Linked DNA regions of Mus musculus: region 2 is linked to region 1. A link is a contact called in public promoter capture Hi-C data. All regions are on one chromosome and are shown on one strand. Each heading gives the region's core, a stretch centred on a gene start, on an enhancer-like site or on the middle of the called end of the contact. The rest is flanking DNA. Distances are from core to core; before and after follow the strand shown. Region 1 holds the start of 1700051A21Rik (RIKEN cDNA 1700051A21 gene). Region 2 holds the start of Cyb5d2 (cytochrome b5 domain containing 2).

The links. Promoter capture Hi-C pulls out the DNA fragments that hold promoters and counts their contacts.
Region 2: a contact with region 1 is called in a promoter capture Hi-C map of embryonic stem cells, with 2.2 times the contacts expected there. The contact joins the promoter of Cyb5d2 here to the promoter of 1700051A21Rik in region 1. A contact is called at or near these places in 6 of 39 promoter capture datasets (cranial neural crest, embryonic stem cells, frontonasal cranial neural crest and 3 more) and 1 of 115 datasets of contacts at active chromatin or transcription factors (astrocytes).

The regions. Positions count from the first base shown.
Region 1 is chr11:72,264,964-72,268,153 of GRCm38.p6, reverse strand. 1700051A21Rik (RIKEN cDNA 1700051A21 gene) reads right to left here and starts at 1,310. Exons shown (of 2, transcript NR_045922.1): 1 at 629-1,310; 2 at 1-273. Slc13a5 (solute carrier family 13 (sodium-dependent citrate transporter), member 5) reads left to right here and starts at 1,550. Exons shown (of 12, transcript NM_001004148.4): 1 at 1,550-1,690. The coding sequence starts at 1,589.
Region 2 is chr11:72,794,035-72,797,148 of GRCm38.p6, reverse strand. It overlaps Cyb5d2 (cytochrome b5 domain containing 2), which reads left to right and starts at 1,310. Exons shown (of 4, transcript NM_001024926.3): 1 at 1,310-1,636. The coding sequence starts at 1,387. It overlaps Zzef1 (zinc finger, ZZ-type with EF hand domain 1), which reads right to left and starts at 923. Exons shown (of 55, transcript NM_001045536.2): 1 at 499-923. The coding sequence starts at 852.

The DNA.
Region 1 (3,190 bases), core at 61-2,560:
ACACACACACCCCAAAGCAGGAACTCTAGTTTTAATTGCCCTGGGGGAAGGGATGGGCCCAGGGCCACATAGATGCAAACAAGCAAACAAACCGAAAATAGAGAGGGCCTGAAGAAGGCAGTTGCAGACTTGAGGGCAAGGTGACAGGCAGGTCACAGGAACAGAGTCAAAAATCTTGATACAAATGTGTGTTCTGTTTTAGGGCCTTCGACATTCACAGGCTGAGAAGGTGGGGAATTCAGTAGTTCTTTCCTGGTGGTGGTGGTGGCAGGGCTAGGGGTGGAGAAGAGGGAGGAGAGGTTAGTCTCATATAATTCGTAGCAATTGCATATAACCTATTCTTTACTTCATCTCTGGATTGCTTGCAACACCTAACACACAGTGTAAGTGCCGTGCTAATAGTCGGTCTCTGTTGTATATAGTTCAGAGTACGCCGATGGTTTCCATGTTTAGAACAGAAGCAGCCATCCTAGTCGTAAACACGCTAACCATGTCAGCAACTAGATAGCATCTTGATCAGTGGTGAGAGCTGACTGTACAGGAATCTGGACTCAGCCATGTGTCAAGTAGCCTGTGGATAAGACTCCCCAGAGGAGAATGAGAGGCAGGCAGAAGAGAAAGAACTCACCGAAGTGTCAATAATGTCATTGCACCCTCTTGTGTTGGTGTCCCAAACAGGACTTAGCACAGCAGGTACTACACACAGGTCTGTTAAGGGGAGGATTAATGAATGAACGAATGCCTCGATGATGGTTGGCAGGATTATGCCCCCTCTTTTCTAAGGCCCCGTCTCCCACCATAAAATGGTACTAGCGAGGTGGTTGGTAAGTGGGCGGCAGCAACTACCCGCGCCTGGGCAAAGACGGCCGGCCTGCGCAAGCGCGTTCGCTGGAGGGTAAAAGTCGTTCGGTCTGCGAGGACAGTGACCGCCTTCCTTAGCGGTCCCTCTAGAGCGCCTACGGTGCGCTGGGTAGGAGACGGCACGAGGAGGGAAATGGGTTCTATGTCTAGAGTCGGGCTAACGCTAGGAGGAAGCCAGCGGATCTTGGAGGTGAGAAGACCGCGGTGGCGCAGGGCTCGGCCATCGCCTCTAGGAGACGCCCCTCCGGGATAGGGATGAGAAGGAGAACGCTTTGGAGAGAGAAGCCTGAGAATCCTACAGGCTGGTGTTTTTCATCTGGGACATTCCGGAGTCCAGGAGAGAGCAGGTGAGAGTACACAAAGGGTCCTCACGCTTAAGCTGGCAGAATGACCGGCACACCCTGCATGGTACTGAGGACCAGAGCAGCGCCAACGGGCTGGCAAGTGGTGAGGTGCCAGGGTCCAGTCCTCTCCATAGAGGGCTGGTGCCAAGCACTGAAATCTGCAAACGCCTCACTCTGCCGCGGGGTGGCAGAGTCCTGGGACAGACACTCCCCACAGACCCCGAGGGGTGGCTCCGCCCCAGGACCGCAGGGAGGCCTGGCAATGGGGGGCGGAGTTGTAGCCGCCCCCAATCCGGTGGGACCGCGCGTCCCCCTTTTAAGCTCGTGAAGCTTCTAGCTGCCTCGCAATCTTTTCTCCCTCCAGTCAGTCTCCCTTTCACGCGATGGATTCGGCGAAGACTTGTGTGACCAAGTTCAAGTCCTTTGCGATTTTGCTCTTCACCCCGATCCTGATGCTTCCACTCGTCATTCTGATACCTGACAAGGTCAGTTGCGTGTCTGGGCAGCCTGGCGGAATCCGGGTGCCCAGTGCAATAACGGGCACGGAACCCGGGAACGCTGAGCTGGAACGCATAGATTCCTCCGTGGGGACGAGCTCCCCTGGGACGCGTGCTCAGACGCTCCAGGCACCAGATAGGAGGTGCTCTGCAAAGAATCCGAGGGACGCACAGACCCTAAGGTGAACACGTCCTAGAGTGCACCGATTTCAGGGCGCAAGAGCCGTCCGGGCAAACACGGAAACCTGGACGTTAGAACAGATCTGAACCACACAGACCCCTCGACAGGCTTAGCCTCTGACTCAAAATCTCCTCCCAGAGTGCACAACCAACGCTAGTCCAGCTCAAAGATAATGCTCGAGCTAGTAGAGACTCTGAAGGCTGGGCTTTCTTTCCCTCTGTGCCTCTTCTCTAGGAAAGAGAGATTTCCTAGCTGTAGATGCCTTCAGGCAGGGAACTACAGGAACAGAGTGGATCATGCCTTTGCCATAATCTGGCCTTGATATTTGAAGCTCAGGTTCCCCATCTATGATCTATATTTCTTTCTAGCTCGGAAGCCAAGGAAGCCACTCTCGAGTTCAAATCCTGCTGCAGCCTGAAAGGCAGGTCGGGCACTGCCCACCGCCTGCTGAGGCAGTCAGTGTGAGGAGGCAGGACGTATTCCCAGAGCTCACGCCTTGGGTGGCATGGCTCTCGGTTGCTGGGGAAGCTGAGTCCCATTCCCTGGCCTCCTGGTGCTCCTGGGAGGAAGGGAGAGAATGAATGGCCTTGGCTGCAGAGCAGAGGAGGGCGGGAGCGCTGGCCCCGGCTCTGTCAGGCTGTGTGCAGCCAGTTTGGCGAGGCCAGGGCTCTTTGAAGCCTTATGTGGCTACCCTTTCACTCTCAGCCCAGACAGGAAACCTTGCTCGGATCCTGCTTCCCCTCCACAGGCAGGTTTGAGAAACAGTGGCTCTCTTCAGGGAAGGTTTTGAGAGGAGAGGGGTGTCCCCTGGTGGGCTTCTAGTCATTTCACATTGTGCCTTTCAGCAAGACCCTTTGCTCTCCGGGCCCCGGGTGCTTTGATGGGTACAATGGGGTGACTGGATTCTGGGAGTAAAAGGGGATCATTCCGGCTCCTAGGATTGGGGCGCGGGGGGGGGGGCAGAGGAAACATACTGAGCAGAGGCTCCACATGGGCCAAGGAGAGCAGAGCAACTGTGCGGACTCATCCGCTGCCACTCTGTTAGCGAGCATCCAGAGATTCGGGGCCATTCCCGTCTGTGGGAGGCATCCAGGTTAGGAAGCTGTGATTTTAGCTCTGCTGGCGGGGAGTGATGTTCCTTGGAATAATTATAGTTGCTTGCTTGACCTTTCTGGTAGAGGACAGTGTAACCAGGATCCCACTTTATCCCTGGCTCATGCATGTGTATGCGCACGTGTGCACACCCCCCCCCCCCCAACACACACACATACACTCAGAGAGAGACAGAGACAGAGACAGACAGACAG
Region 2 (3,114 bases), core at 61-2,560, 530 kb before region 1:
ATGAACGGCTTGCAGAATGAGTCTTTTCAGTGTAATGTTACCCTCCTTCCACATTAGACTCAGATGGTTCTCTACAAGATTCCTGCACAGGCCAGTAAAACAGAATGGTTTTCATGGCCACTCCCTTGATCTTTGCACATCCTTTCTCGTAATTGTCTTACTCTGATAAGGTCCAGCAAGCAACTAAGCCTGTCAACTGCACAAATGTCTGCCTACCACATGCAGAGACTTTTTTTTGGCTTGCTCCTCTCTTCGGAACAAAGCTAATGTAGCCTGGACTTTCCACACCTCTAGTAAAGGCGAGAGACGTAGCAAAATTCCGTAGTGATGCACTCCGAAAGAGTTCGGACAACGCCATACTTCCATTCTAAGAACCCGAGGACCCTATGGCTTCCTGGCTGGCCTCCGCAAAGCAACCGCCCACCTCTTCAGGACCTTATTGGCGACCACCCTGCTCCCGCACCGCTGTCGCCAGCCAGCCAGCCAGCCAGCCCTGACCTCCTCGAACTGCTCGCCCGAACATCCAGCGCCGCGAGCCTCCAGCAACTCCCGGAACTGCTCCAGGGTGACGGACTCTTCACCGCGGCCCAGCCGCTCTTCCAGCCAGCGCAAGAGCGCGCCGTGGTGCCTCGACACCAGGGATTCGCAGGGAGGTGCGGGCCGCAACGCAGCCGCTGCCTCTCGCAGCCGAGCGGGTTCCAGGAGTGCAGCGGCGGAAGGCAGCACCGCGGCCGCAGGGCCGGGGCCGGGGGTCGTGCCAGAGTCGGCAGCCCAATCTTGATGTGGGCTCCAGCCCTCACCCCCTGCGGCCGCCGCTTCGTCTTCGCTGCTGTTACTCGGAGCGTTCCCCATGGGGTCTCCGTCTTGGGTGCTCGGAGGTGTCGCCGCCGCCGCCGCCTCCCAGCCACGACCTGTCAACCTCCGACAGCTCCTGGCGGGCGGGGACGGGGTGGAGACCACAGCGGCGGCAGTGACTTCCGGCTTCCTGGCTGTCGAGCGAGGCCTGATGTCGCAACGGAGCCGTCAAGCGGATTCCATTTGCTCACGACAGCTTAATGAAGCCCGGGAACCCACCCGTTAACGTATCCGTCTAGCCGCCTCTGCCGCCATCTTTGTTGAGGGCGGATAAACTGTAAGCCAGGACTTTTTGTTTGTTTGTTTGTTTGTTTGTTTTTTCTCTGTACTGTTCCCCTTTTCTGCTCCACGCTTCACGTTCAGAATCTAGGCTGGACAAGAAAAGAAGAAAGAGTCGGGGGCAAAAGAGTCAACTTTGCTGTGAAGTCTGTCAGTGTCGCGCTGCCGACGTCACGGCCGGCGTCTCTGCTGTCTTAGTGGTGGCTTAAGAGGTGGCTACCTCCGAAGCGTGTCTGGTGTGTTGCTGTATAGATGCTGAGGATATGCGGGCTTGGTGTGGTGCTGAGCCTGGCCGTGGCGGCGGTGGCTGTCATGGCCGTGTGGTTGATGGACTGGTGGGGTCCCCGCCCTGGTATTCGCCTCTTCCTTCCCGAGGAGCTAGCCCGCTATCGCGGCGGCCCAGGGGACCCGGGCCTGTACTTGGCACTGCTCGGCCGCGTCTACGACGTGTCCTCTGGCAGGAGGCACTACGAGCCTGGGGCGCACTATAGCGGCTTCGCAGGTATCGGCGAGGCTCTCACACCTTTTCCTCCTGCGTGGGCTCGTAGCCACGGCTTGCGTTCGTCCAGTAATTTATTCCTCCGCGCCTCGTCATCCCACATTCCTCAGACTGCTGCGGTGGGAAGGACACGGTCCTGGTTTGCAGCTTGGACGCAACTGTGCTAGTTATGTACCCTCCGACTCTGTCTGCTGCACTGTGTGACTGATTCGGAGAAAGATGTGTCTTGTTAGGTAGTGGTTACACTCAGAAGTCTACCTGGTCTCTAGAGCTACCGTGCTTTCAGGCTCTTTAGACTGACCCGAAATAACCTTTCCTCCGCCCGCCTCCGTTTCCCCTAATATAATATTTGAGTCTTTTTTAATTCTAGTAGATGCACTTGTCTGCTTTTCTTTAAAAAAAAAAAATGAGAATCAAGCGGGGAATGAAGTTAGAGCACAGGAAAGCAAGTATCTTTTGTAGTATTAAAATACCTACAATAAACCAGAAGTGGTGTTTTAACTGGAGTGGCTGAGACAGGAGGATCTCTTGAGCTACAAAGATCCATTGAGCCAGGAATTTGTGGCCAGGCTGGCTCTAAAACAACACGAAACAAAACTTCTGACAAAATTTGGTATATTAGCCTTCCTAAGAACATTTATCAAATTAACTCCATTCTGCTGTGCTCCCGTTACCCCTTAACAACGGAGGGGATCGGAAAATGTAATTTGACTAAAAGCCTTAACAAGATATGAGAACTACCAACCTAATAGCTTTTAATTTTTATTTTATGTGTATGAGTGTTTTACTTCCTTGTACAACTCTGAACTACCTGTGTACTTGGTGCCCATCGAAGCCAGAAGAGGTTTTCAAATCCCTGTAACTAGTAAACATGGTTGTGATCTGGGTGCTGGGAACTTTGCTTCTCTGGAGGAGCATCCACTGCTCTTAACCAGTAAGCCAGCTTCCCAGCTACCAATTTTAAAGGTGTTGTTTTTCTAGCCAAGGAGAATACCTCTCTCTTTGTTTATTTGGGAAGGAAGATCGCAGGGCAAGACTGGTAACTAGACTGACAAAAATTTCAAGCAGTCCACCGGTCATTTAGGAGAATTAGGAAGCTACCTTTAAATACAGATCACTCACTTCCTTCTCTCCAGACTTTTCAAACAGTCTAACCTGGGATAGGACCTACCCAAGGACATGGAGAGTTAGAAGCAATGCTAGACTGGAATCAAGAGTTTTTTCTTGCCACTTGAGTGCACTTTAGGACACTACTAACATCTGGTATAGCTGTCATGGATGCATGCACAAGTGTGAACATACATGCTTCCATTTCTGGGCTAGTATGCTCTAGTAGCTTTTGCGTTCTGTGCATATAATTTTTGAGCTCCATTTATTGACTACTACCATGGGTCCTCCCTTGGCCAGGTGCTGAGGAATCCAAGATGTGTCTGACTGCCCACACAGTCTATTAGGGAAGCAAATGTACTCATTTATATAGT